3 separate regions of the Sus scrofa genome follow, and all the other regions are linked to region 2. Evidence: chromatin contacts called from public HiChIP or PLAC-seq data. All regions are on one chromosome and are shown on one strand. Each heading gives the region's core, a stretch centred on a gene start, on an enhancer-like site or on the middle of the called end of the contact. The rest is flanking DNA. Distances are from core to core; before and after follow the strand shown.

What was found. HiChIP or PLAC-seq counts read pairs in DNA pulled down with a chosen protein or histone mark.
Region 1: a contact with region 2 is called in an H3K27ac HiChIP or PLAC-seq map of alveolar macrophages. The contact joins the promoter of SYDE1 here to the promoter of RASAL3 in region 2. A contact is called at or near these places in 2 of 47 Hi-C or Micro-C datasets (embryonic fibroblasts and heart right ventricle) and 2 of 2 datasets of contacts at active chromatin or transcription factors (alveolar macrophages and skeletal muscle).
Region 3: a contact with region 2 is called in an H3K27ac HiChIP or PLAC-seq map of alveolar macrophages. The contact joins the promoter of ILVBL here to the promoter of RASAL3 in region 2. A contact is called at or near these places in 2 of 2 datasets of contacts at active chromatin or transcription factors (alveolar macrophages and skeletal muscle).

The regions. Positions count from the first base shown.
Region 1 is chr2:62,452,416-62,456,746 of Sscrofa11.1, reverse strand. SYDE1 (rho GTPase-activating protein SYDE1) reads left to right here and starts at 2,803. Exons shown (of 8, transcript XM_003123426.4): 1 at 2,803-3,017. The coding sequence starts at 2,930.
Region 2 is chr2:62,139,620-62,143,702 of Sscrofa11.1, reverse strand. RASAL3 (RAS protein activator like-3) reads right to left here and starts at 1,332. Exons shown (of 18, transcript XM_021083615.1): 1 at 848-1,332; 2 at 384-718. The coding sequence starts at 705. It overlaps PGLYRP2 (peptidoglycan recognition protein 2), which reads right to left. Exons shown (of 5, transcript NM_213738.1): 5 at 3,523-3,633. The coding sequence ends at 3,544.
Region 3 is chr2:62,432,087-62,436,639 of Sscrofa11.1, reverse strand. It overlaps ILVBL (acetolactate synthase-like protein), which reads right to left and starts at 1,272. Exons shown (of 16, transcript XM_003123453.5): 1 at 1,084-1,272; 2 at 387-531. The coding sequence starts at 521.

The DNA of each region.
Region 1 (4,331 bases), core at 1,554-4,053, 310 kb before region 2:
AGGTGAACCTCCAGTGTAGGAACAACTAGAATGACAGCAGGGGGTGGAGGATACTAGGAGCCTGCTCCCCATAAGCTGCTCCATCTTTCATTTCCCAGGAACTGAGGACCCCAGAGAGGGACAGGGGACTTAGTCCACAGACACATGCCCCATCCAACACCTCCTACCCCCATAGCCTTTATAAGAGAGGGAGTCTCTTTGGACCCATCCCTTTGGATAAATGAGGAAACTGAGGCCTGGAGAGAATGTCTTCATTTGATGTTTCCCAGAAGCTGATCCTAAGATAAGGATTCAAGAACAAGTAGTTTATTTGGAAATTGATCTAGGAAATGCTGAAAGGGCGGTGAAGAAGTGAGACAGAGAAGGGAAGGGAATCAGTAAAGAGTGAATTGATATGCAAGTTTTCGCCATAGGCAGGTAAAATTCAATCCCTTGGGGACCTCTGAGATTTTGTGTGGAACACATACCTCACTGATACCATCTGAGGGGTAAGGAAATTAGGGCACTTACTTATCTGCCAACTTCCATTGTCTGCCAAGAGGATGTAGAGCTCTACTCAAACACGACATGCACCATCTACCTGAATTTCAACAAAATCCTGTATCTCCTGGAGGCTGTGCTTATTCATAAGCATAGCACATTAGCCAATTATGTAAACATTTGGAGGAAAGAAGACATACACACACACTCCAAAATCCAAATGGTGATTAGTAAAATCCAGATGAATAATTTACAAACTTCACCAAGTGTGAAATTTAGCATTCATAATCATTTCATTATATACAGCCAGCAGATCATTTGTTCTCACTTATCAAGAATTTTTTTTTTTTTTTTTTTTTTTTTTTTTTTTTTTTTGCTTTTGCTTTTTAGGCTGCACTTGTGGCATATAGAAGTTCCCAGGCTAGAGGTCAAATTGGAACTACAGCTGCTGGCCTATGCTTATCTAGAGTTTCTGATTGCTGGGAAAAAATCATAGCCAATGGTGAATTAAATGAGCTGCATGTAACCAAATAAATGCAACAGGAAAAGTACAGAAACCCTGTCAAAAGGGTTTACCAAAAAATAAATATTGAGGAGTTCCCGTTGTGGCTCAGTGGTTAGTGAACCCAACTAGCACCCATGAGGATGTGGGTTTGATCCCTGGCCACATGAAGGCACTGCATGTACAAAGAGCCTGGGGCAGAAATAATTTGATATGAAGGAGAACCAGAGATGAGGTCATGGTGAGTGACAGGGACAACAAAGGAGACAAGGCCAGAAGTCTTGTTGGGACTGGATTTTATTTATAGGAATCTAGATTTTATTTTAGGTGGGGTGAGCAATTATAGGAAGACTGTTCGGCATGGATGTGCCATGATCTGAGTTCAGGTTTTTAAGTCCACTCTGAATATTGCATGGAGATTGGAATATACAAGTGAGGCAAGTTAAATTTTCCAAATGGCTACAATAATATCTGCCATCCCACATTCTCTCACACAAGAATGTTACAAGGTCACATTGACACATAGCCCACTGAGAGAGGTGCAGCCTATGACCCCTCTCCTTGAATCTGGTGCGAGAAGTAACACAGTTTGGCACTCAAAGCTGATTCAGCAAAGGTAATGTCTTGTTCATTTTGGATTTTTTTCTGCCTTGCCTGTGGCATGCAGAAGTTCCTGGGTCAGGGATGGAACACACATCACAGCAGTGACCAGTCATAGCAGTGACCAGAGCCACAGCAGTGACAAAGCCAGATCCTTAATCCACTGCACCACCAGGGACTTCCTGCCTTGTTCTTTTTTTTTTTTTTTTTTTTTTTTTTTTTTTTTTTTTTAGGACCACACGCACAGCAAATGGAGGTTCCCAGACCAGGGGTCTAATCAGAGCTATAGCTGCCGGCCTACGCCAGAGCCACAGCAAGGCCAGATCCAAGCCCCATCTGCGACCTACACCACAACTCATGGCAACTCCGGATCCTTAACCCACTAAGCAAGACCAGCAATCAAACCCACAACCTCATGGATTCTAGTCGGATTCACTTCCACTGCGCCACGACAGGAACTCCCTGCCTTGTTCATTTTTGAAGCTTCGGTAGATAAGCAAGAAGCCCAAATACTCTTGACTATTGAGCTGCTCGAAGCCCCCAATTCACATGGAGAAGCATGTGTAGGTGCCCTATTCCACAACCCCTATAGAGGTCCAGCCCACACCTGGCATCAATTGCAAGATCTGTAAGTGAACATTTTTCCAGGTGATTCTGGACCCTCACTTGTTGAGTAACCCCCTAAACCTCAAAATCTTTCCAACTGAATAGAAACAATGTTAGCTCACATTTCTGACCCACAGCATGTGTGAGCATCATGAAACTCTGTTTCACACCACTAAGTTTTGGGATGGTTTGTTAAACAGCAGCAGTAATTGGAATTGCCGGGGGCCGGTTGAGGGGAGGAGAACTGGGTGGAGGAGACAGGCACCGCAATGGCATCAGGAAACTAAGGAAATGGCCATGTCTTCAAAAACTGAGAGGTGCCTAGGGCTTGCACCAGGCTAGAACAGTGGATGGGGGGAAAGAAAAGGGATAAGTGCCCGATGAATTTTGTAATAAACCCAAGAGAACTTGCTGTAGGCGGTCATCAACAGAAGATGGATACGAGGAAAGATGAGGGCCTGGTCCTGCTCTACAATATTCAGTTGGAGCCCAGGAGGCAGCACAGAGCCCCCATTCACTCCCCTCTCGGCCCCAGGCGACTGACTACATATCCCAGCATCGCCCGCTCAGGCCGCGGGAAGGGGAAAGAAAAAAAAAAAAATTGGGGCCAAGCATTCCCGGAATGCGCTTCCTGCTGCCGCTGGACTGGGGGCGGGCGGGGAGGCCCAGGCGGGGCGGGGAGGGCGGGGGGCGGCGCGGCCCGAGCCCGGGGCGCGCACTCCGCCCGGCCCGGGCCCCAGCATGGCCGAGCCGCTGCTCAGGAAAACCTTCTCCCGCCTTCGGGGCCGGGAGAAACTTCCCCGGAAAAAGTCGGACGCGAAGGAGCGCGGTGAGAGGGGAAGGTGGAGAAGAAGGGGCGCCAGACCCCATCTGGCCTGGGAGGGGGTGTCCCGAGGCCCCAAGGAGGGACCACTGAGGGGACTGGGGAAGCCCAGCGGAGCCCCCTGCGGGCCGGGGTTGGGGGCCGGGGTAAGCAGGGGTCCTGGAAGTAACGGGCTGGGGGGAGAGGGGGCGCGGACCGTTATGTGCGCCTGGCCAGGGATGCCAGCGCTGCGTGCTCCTTGGGAGGCCCTGGAGGGGGCCTCACCCCTGACAGGAAATGGGGCCGAGGCGGAGCGCCTGGAGAGTGGAGGGGAGGAGGAGGTGGGAGGCTGAGAAACTGGGGTTTAGTCAAGTCAAGCAGGGAATACCCTGAGCCCTAGAGACCTGGTATAGGGTTGCCAGGCATACTCTTGCAGAGGAGGGAGAGAGGCGGTTCATCAAGCATGGTGGCCACCCCCTACCACCGTCCTCCCCCAACCGCCCCCGCCCCCCGCGACCTATTAACCAGTGACTGCAGCTGAACCCACCTAAGGCAGCCCCAGGAAACTGTCCCCTTTATACAGATGGGGAAACTGTGGCACAGAGAGGTTGAGTAATTTACCAGTGCCAGTGAAGTGATTTAACAGCTCTTTGGACTATGCTACTAAATGAAACCTCCAAGGCTGAGTCCTGGGGAATAGAAATCTGAAGTGACCAGAGGAGGGAGTCCACAGGCAAGACCTTAAAGAAATGGGAGCTGTGTCAGACAGGAAGTCCCAGGAAGGAAGGAGTTAAAGGAGGGGGTGCAGAGGACTGCATGGATCTGACCTCCCCCCCAGCCCTTCCCAAAGATTCCCAAGGTTCCCAGAGCAAAGGGACAGGGGTGCCCACGCACAGAAAAACACAGGAAACAGCTCGAGATGTCAGAAAGGGGAAGATGAGGGGGGAGGGAGGTCAAGGCATTGACCATGGAGGCCTGGCCTGGGCTGAGAGACAGGACCCGCTCCAAAATGCAGGCAGAGTTTGGAACACAAGCAAGGAGTTGGGGAGTGACATGCTGCAAGTAAGGGAAAACACAGCAGGCACTCTTGCTCTTATGCCTGCTCTTGTCTTCCAAGCAAGCTAGCCAGCGTCCACTGTGGACTATGGGTTTGACCAAGATGTGAGTGCCTGGGAAATGCTTCCCATGCTGAGCTCCCCAAAGCCTCCCTGAAGGGAGCAACAAATCCCTGCATTTCACAGGAGGAGACACTGAGGCTCAGAGATCGAAAGTGACTTACCCAAAGCCACCCAGCAAGAAGGGATGGGGCAGACCTCCATGCCAGAGTTAATGAGAGGCAAG
Region 2 (4,083 bases), core at 83-2,582:
AAGACAGGGAGGCTGGAGAGCAGGACAACAGGAGGCAGCAGAGATGGATATCCAGGCAGGAGAGATTAAGCCTGTGTCATTGAATACAAGGAGAGACCTAGTGAGGCCAAGAGCCATTCGGCATTTGGACAGTGCTACCATCAATCTATTCCCTATCCCTTCCCCAGGTTGGATCCCCACCCTTTAGATCCCTAGCCACCCCCCACCATGCCCAGGCCCTGGGTGAGGGGGAAAGAGGGAAGAGGGCAGCCAGCCGGGCCCCAGCCACTTCCTGTTGGGCTTTTGCACTCCCCACAACTTCCTGTGTCTGTAAGGCTGATGCTCGGGAGGCAGACAAAACCCAAGCATCCGGGCCTCCCAGCCTGGGTGGGGGAGCCATGTACCTGGGGCCTCTGGCTCTGGGTCTGACTCCAGTGGTGGGCTCTTATGCCTCCCCCAGAGGGACTTGGATATTCGGAGGCGGCTTGTGCGTGACTCCTTGGGAGGCGCAGAGAGGACTCGGCGAAACAGCGATCGAGGGGCTGGCTGGCTGCTGACTGTGGTCTCCTGGTGGCTCAGTGCCCTCCCCCATCCTGCAAGGCGGCCCCAGCGGAACCCTCCAGCTCCCTTCTCCCCACCGCCCCCTGAGTGCCAGCGGTAGGCAGTTAGTGGGGTTGGGGCTGCAGGCTGGGTTTGGGAGGCCCCGCTCGACGAGGGTGGGTCCATGGTAGAGATTCTCCTGGGGGATGAGAGGGTGACAATTCTGACCAGTGTCTGCCCACATGTTCTCTTCATTTTGGCCCCTTCCCCACTCACAGCTCTGCCCCCAGGGAATCCCCTTGGGGGTCATACACACGCCCTCTCTTACCTTGATTTCCTGACCAGCCGCAGAATCAGCAGCCGTCTGTCTGCAGCCTGCCTGGCTTCCTCCGGCTGAACGAACGAACGCAACTCCACGTGACCCTGTCTGTCCCACCCCACCCCACAACCAGGTTGGGAGGGCACAGTGGGGGCAGGATTTGAGAGGAGAGGAGGTGACACAGCAGGACCCAGAATCTCTCACTGACTAGGAGGCAGCATATGCCTCTCTCTGAACCTCAGCTGCCTTCTCTTCCAAATTGGCACATGCTGACCAAAGGCTGGAACTCTGCTATCCATGGCTGGTCAGGGTGTAGACTGATTTATCCAAATTTGAAAACTGTTTGGCATAATCTATGAATATTGACTGTACACCTCTTGTCTGACCCAGCAGTGTCACCACTAGGCATATATACCCAAAAGATATGCCCACCAGTGCAATTCATAATAGCCTGAAACTGGAGACAACTCAAGTGTACATCTATTGTAGAATAAACAGTCGTATCTTCACACAGTGGAATATGCAGCAATGGGAATGACTGAACTCATATGAGTCATAAACAATGCCAAGGAAAAAGTCCCAAACAATGAAAAAACACCATGTGGTTCCATTAATATCAAGTTTCAAAGCAGGCAAAACTATGCGTAACAAGTCAGGATGCCGATTTTCTTTGGAGGGGCTAGAGACTGGGGGCAGGGTCGGGAGCACAGAGGAGGCTTCTGGGAGCTTATCACGGTGTTTTTCGTTTTTTTTTTTAAATTGAAGTGAAATTCACACAATGGAAATTTAACTTGTTCTACTTCTTGAGCTGGTTGCTGGTTACGTGGGTGTGTTCTGTTGTGAAAATTTACTAACCATACATTTTAGTGCCCTTTCCGGTATCTCTGTTATACCTCAATGAGTATTTACTTGAAAAAAGAGGTGGCCAAATGCTGTTCTGAGGAATAAGCGAGTTAACGTGAGAGTCAATAGAATCTTGGACCACTGGCCTAAGAGTGGGTTCAAATGCCAGCTGGTCCTTCTCTCACTGTGTGACCTCAAGCAAGTCACTTCCTCCCTCTGAGCCTTGGTTTCCTTATTTGCTAAAGATGATGGTATCAGTTTAAGAAGATTCCTAATGGGAGCATTTGTTTATTCAGCTAATGTTTTCTGAATGCCTACTATGTGCTAGGTACTGGAGAAACCATGGGGAACTAAACAAACTTGGTTCCTGCCCTTCTGGAGCTCACAGTACAGCAAGGGAGAAAAATCGTGAATGTAAATGCAGGACATATCTAGCTGGTGAGGAGGACTTGGTAGAAAATAGACTGGAGTAGAGGTTGAGCAGAAGTGATGTACTTTGAGCTGTAAAAATCCAGGAAGGGGGAGTTCCCATCGTGGTGCAGTGGTTAACGAATCCGACTAGGAACCATGAGGTTGCGGGTTCGATCCCTGGCCTCGCTCAGTGGGTTAATGATCCGGCGTTGCCGTGAGCTGTGGTGTAGGTTGCAGACACGGCTCGGATCCCGCGTTGCTGTGGCTCTGGCGTAGGCCAGCGGCTACAGCTCCAATTGGACCCCTAGCCTGGGAACCTCCATATGCCACGGAAGTGGCCCAAAGAAATAGCAAAAAGACCAAAAAAAAAAAAAAATCCAGGAAGGCATCCTTGAGGAGATGGCATTTGTGCAGTGCATGAGGAGTTGGTCATGGGAAGAGCATGCCAAGTGGAAGGTAGAGTTGTTCAAAGGCAAGGTGACCAGAATCCACAGGATGGGATGGATAGGACTACTGTCATGGCCTGTGCAGTCATCCAGGACCCATGCTCAGAAGGACTCTGCACTGCAACTGATCTAATGCTCAGCTGCCGCTATGTTGAAGTTCTTGCTTTTTGGACAAGGGGCCCTGCATTTTCATTTGGCACTGGCCTCAAATGTTCTATGACCTGTTCTGAGAAAGAGGATCTTCAGTGAGGGTCAAAAATCCTTGGAGTTTCCCTTTTGGTGCAGCGGGTTAAGGATCCAGTGTTATCACTGCAGCAGCTCTGGTGGCTGCTGTGGCGTAGGTTTGATCCCTGGCCCAGGAACTTCTGCATGCCGAGGGTGTGGCCCCCCCCAAAAAAAGGGAAAAAAATACTTCTCCTGGAGCTGAATGTGCTCACACAGGTGCACACGCCTATGCTCTCCACATTTATATCACATGCTGTCCACTCACTGCACACACAGGTAGAGTCTCCCTGTGTTCTGCCATATCTCTGAGCCTTCACTCCACACTGGCCCTGCTCCCAACTCCCTGCATTTGTGACGGAGGACTTTCTCTGACAGGTGGAGTCCACATTTCCCATACAGCAAGCAGCCCCAAGGTGCCAGCAAATTAACACCTCCATGAGAGCAGCCCTCAGCCAGTGATTGTGGAAGTTGGAGGATCAATACTCCAGCTTCCTTGCCCTTTGGGTGGGATGACTCTGAGGTGTGTGCCCTACACTGCCTCCCAGAGGACTCCCAGGGGGATTGAGTTCCACTTGCTTCTTAGTCCAATAAGCCTGATAAAACACTCTTTCCAGGCTGCCTTCCTTTTTCCGTGTGGCTTCCTTATTCCCCAGCTGATATATCTTGGCATCACTGCACAAACTACTTGCACTGGGATTCTTGTCCCCAGGTCTGCTTCTGGGCAATCCCAAAGTGAGACAGAAGGCGCAAATGCAGATGATTCATGGACACAAACTTTCTTTATTGGAGGTCTGTGGCTAGTGGGATCATTAGAGGTAGCCTCCTTTTGGATCTCCCTGAGGCCCTCCTGGCAGTTCTTGGTTTCACATTCTAAAAAAGACAAGAGAGTGTGAGGTTTGGGGAGGGTGTTAGTGCCCCTGGGTCTGCCTTCCTTGTGGGGGGACCCTGCATGGATGAGAAGACAGGAGCGCAAAGTGAGGGGAGGGTACAACCCCAACTTCAGGCCAGCTTAATGAAATACAGTGGCATTTGGAAGGTAGCACTAGATCATACAGGGATGATTATAGAGGTGTTTTGGTGATCAAGGTCAGGGGTTTGGATGGGGCCATCAGGCTGAAGTTGTGCTGACCAGGCCTATATTGCTCCAGCATAAGAGTTGTCATCAGGGGCCAGGGAGGATGGGGCTGAGACTGGGTTGGGCAGAGGATTGCAACACGGGGCTAAGGGCTGGGCCGAGGTTGTGCAGGGAAGGAGGTTTTCTGTAGAGGGTCATTGGCTGGGCCAGTGTTGTGTGGACAGGGATCCTTCAGGTAGAAAGCA
Region 3 (4,553 bases), core at 23-2,522, 290 kb before region 2:
ACCCCTCTAAAGCATTGAGCTCAGCAACTGTCACAAAATTGTCACAGCCTCCTCCTCTGGAGCCTGTGTTCAGCACTCTGACCCCACCCTGTTAGGGTACTGCTCTGTAAAACGGGCCCCAGGCCCCAGATGTAGGAGGTTGGCGGGGTACTGAATGCCCCGGGCAGCTGTGGCTTCCAGGTGATCTCTTCCCTGAGGCAAAGTCCAGAGCTCCGCAAGCAGCTCGGGGCAGTGGCGACGGAACCCTGGAAAAACTCTCCCGACCAGTTCCTCTGATTAGTCGGGCCTCACTTTCCTCGTCTGTAAAATGAGTTAGCTGGAAAGAGCGCTGGAAGTCCACTCCTTCTTTACTTGCCCCCGGCCGCCACCCCCGTATTCCCCCAAACCTTATGCGTTAGCTGATAGAAGAGCCCCAGGCGATAAGCAGCGCCCAGCAAGGCGGCCACTAGCGTCCCGAAGGCCAGGAACAGGAAAGAGGGGAAGAAGCCCCCAGCAGGGGCGGCGGCCGCGGGGGTCTCCATATGGTAGCACCTAAGAAAGAAAGGAGAGCGCTAGGACATTGGCGCGACAACCGCGACCTCAGAAGGCATTCCCCCACTCCCAGCTCAGATTCCGAACCACGCTCCTTGTCGCGAGTTTCTGAGCGACCACGCCCCTTACACCGCTAGGCTCCGGACCAGGCCAAGCCCCTCGGGGATCAGGCCAAGCCTCTTGCAACACCAGCACCGCCCCCGCCACCCCCCGCCTCCCCGCATACCTCACCATGACCACCTAAACTGTGCCATCACAGGTCAAAGCGGCGACAATGCCTCAAAAGAGTTATTTTCCCATTTACTTGCTCCTCAATGGATCAGCGGGAAGTTCCGCCTCTCTTTGCCATCAAGGACCAAGACTCTCAGCCCTGGAGATGAGCCCATCCTACATCTACGCCCCCCAAGTTAGCGTGCGCGACACTGTCTTCAAGCCAGGCCCCTCTCCGCTAGCAAGCGCCCAGGCCCGAGCCTAACCCCCAACCCCAGGCAGCGAGGTCTGGACGCACCGGGATGCTTCTCCGACCCACGGGGCACTTTAACCTTCACCTACACGAAAATCCGCCGACTCCGGTGTAATTAGGCGCCCTTCGTGTCACGTGACGGGGCGCGCAGCCTGAAGAGGCTGGACCCGGAACCTATGACCTTGCCCCTTTCGCCCACTTGGATCAGGGCGCCCGGTAGTCCAACTCGAAGCGCGTGGGCGGAACTGACCGGTAGCCATGTTCCGGTACACAGGCACCTCCCATAAGAGCCCTCCCTCTTACTGGCTGCCTCTGCACAGGTTCCGCCCTCTCTCGCTTCTCATTGACTCTCACTGCAGGCCTTTTACAAAAGGCCGCGCCCCTTTGCTGCTTCCAAGAGCCAGCCCTTCATTTGGCGGATTGTTGCGGGCCTCCGCAGATTCCCTGCGCTCTGAACCCAGGCGGCTTTCCGCAACCGCGGCGCTGAACACCTCTTCTCGTAGGCGGAGCCTGAACAGTCACGGTCTGAACAGTCACGGTCCCTTTGCCAGAGTCCACATCTTTCGGGACCTCACCCCCAACAAACCTCGCCCTCTCGATCTAATACCAGACTCCACCTCCCATCCTACCGCAATACTGCCATGGAAGAGGCCAGGTCCCCACCCTCTCCTTTTTTTTTTTTTTTTGTCTTTTTTTGTCTTTTTGCCATTTCTTGGGCCGCTCCCGCGGCATATGGAGGTTCCCAGGCTAGGGGTTGAATCGGAGCTGTAGCCACCGGCCTACGCGAGAGCCACAGCAACTCCAGATCCGAGCCGCGTCTGCAACCTACACCACAGTTCACGGCAACACTGGATCCTTAACCCACTGAGCGAGGCCAGGGATCGAACCTTCAATCTCATGGTTCCTAGTCGGATCCGTTAACCACTGAACCACGATGGGAACTCCTCACCCTCTCCTATTGAGAAACATTTCTGTTTCTCCAGTTTGGGGCTATTACAAAGCCCCTATGGACAATCATACCAAGTGTAAATGAAACGAGAAAGCTTCAGAAGTGGTGATGGAGAACAGAAGCCAGTGAGGAGCCAGTGAGGTCATGGCCAAGGACCACGGAAGACCATAGATCAAGACCTTACCGCCAGAGAGGGCAGGAATATTCACAACATATTTAAATTGCTAAATCCGCGAACTTCCGTGTGTGTTTCCCATGCATCCTTTGAAGTTTATTGTCTGTTATGACTTTAACATTTATTTTGGGAGTTCCTGTCGTGGAGCAGCGGAAACGAATCCGACTAGGAACCCTGAGGTTGTGGGTTCGATCCCTGGCCTCGCGCAATAGGTTAAGGATCCAGCGTTGCAGTGAGCTGTGGCATAGATCACAGAAGCAGCTCAGATCTGGCGTTGATGTGGCTCTGGCGTAGGCTGTCAGCTATAGCTCCGTTTAGACCCCTAGCCTGGGAACCTCCATATGCGGCTGATGCAGCCCTAAAAGGACAAAAGACCAAAAAAAAAATTATTTTTCATGTGGATTGGACGTTTCTCCCCAAGTCTGTGGGTCACCAGCCATAAAAAACCCCATTCCGGCTTGGAAGACAGTTTGAACTGGATGCTGTGGATGCTGGATGGTGACTCACTAGGCTGTGTTCTTGGAGAAGATGCTACACGTGAGAAGGAGCATATGGTTGGTGTATGACCCTGAGAGGCACCAGTCCTTCTGGTTCAACCTGTCTAAGAAGATGTCTTCACATCTTTTCAGCACCAAGATATTTACAAGACAAATAACTCCTCTTGCTAATACTGAGTGCCTCTCATAACATTAACTTTTTAAATTTTAATTGTAGCAAAATACACATACAGTGAAATTTACCAATAGCATTATGTACATTCACATTGTTGTGCAACCATCACCACCATACCTCTCCAGATTGATCTTTTTCATCTTGTGAAACTGAAACTTCACAGCCATTAAACAGCAACTCACCATGCCTCCTTCCACCCAGTCCCTGGCAACCACCATTCTACTTTCTGTCTCTATGAATCTGACCACTCTAGTTAATTCATATAAGCAGAATCATACAATATTTGTCTTTTTGTGTGTCAGACATTTCATTTAGCATAATGTAATGTCCTCGAGATTCTTCTATATTTTAGCAGATGTCAGAATATCCTAGAGTTCCTGCCATGGTGCAGTGAGTTAAGAATCCAACTGTAGAAGCTCAGGTCACTGCAGATGTGTGGGTTCAAATCCCAGCCCCGCAGTGGATTAAAAGATCCAATGCTGCCACTGCTGCAGTATAGGTCGAAGCTGCAGCTCAGATTCAATTCCTGGCCTGGGAACTTCCATATGCTGTGGGGGCAGCCATAAAATAAATTTTAAAAAAAGAATGTCCTTCCTTTTTGAGATTGGATAATATTCCATTGTGTAAATACACCACATTTTGATGATCCATTCATCTGTTAAATGTTCTACCTTTTAACTATTGCAAATAATGCTGCTTTGAACATGAGTATACAAATACCGAAGACCTTGCTTTTGATTCTTCTGGTTATATACACAGAAGTCAAATTTCTAGATCATACAGCAATTCTGACTTTAATTTTCAATCTTTTGAGGAATCACCATACCATTTTAAAATAGTAGCAGAGGAGTTCCCATTGTGACTCAGAGACAACAAACCCAATTAATATCCATGAGGATGCGGATTCAATCCCTGACTTCACTCAGTGGGTTAAGGTCCAGTATTGCTGTGAGCTGTGGTGTATGTCACAGACGCAGCTCAGATCTTGCATTGCTGTGGCTGTGGTGTAGGTCAGCAGCTGCAGCTCCAATTTGAGCCCTCGCCTGGAAACTTCCACATGCCATAAGTGTGGCCCTTGTGTAGAAACTAAAGTAAACTAAAATAAAAAATGGTAGCAAATGCACCATTTTACAATTCTATCAACAGTGTGCAATGGTTCCAATTTCTCTATATCCTCGCCAACACTTGTGATTTTCTGGGGGGGGGGTTGTTTGTTTTTCTGTTTTTTTAACACTAGCCATCCTTATGGATGTGATAGCACAACTTTTCATTCATCATTTTGCTGACTCACTATTTTTTTTTTTTTTCTTTTTGGGCTGCACCTGTGGCATATAGAGGTTCCCAGGCTAGGGATCCAATCAGGGCTACAGGTGCCAGCCTACACCACAGCCACAGCAACACCATATCGGAGCCACATTTGCAACCCTACACCACAGGTCACGACAACGCCAGATCCTTCACCCACTGAGCGAGGCCAGGGATCGAACCCACAACCTCATGGTCCCTAGTCAGATTTGTTTCTGCTGCTCCACAACGAAAACTCTCCAGGACTCACTCTTTCTTTAATTTTGACAGCACTTCCCTTGGAAAAGAGAATGAAAAACTTGCCCTGCAGCAAACAAACAGGCACACAACAAATTTCATTTTCACAAAGAAGGATTAAGGCAGCCTAGTTACACTAAAAGAATACTGCAATCCATATTTCCCAGCATGATGGTCATGTAATCTTTGTGATTAATTAGTTTCAAAAACAATCCTCCGAG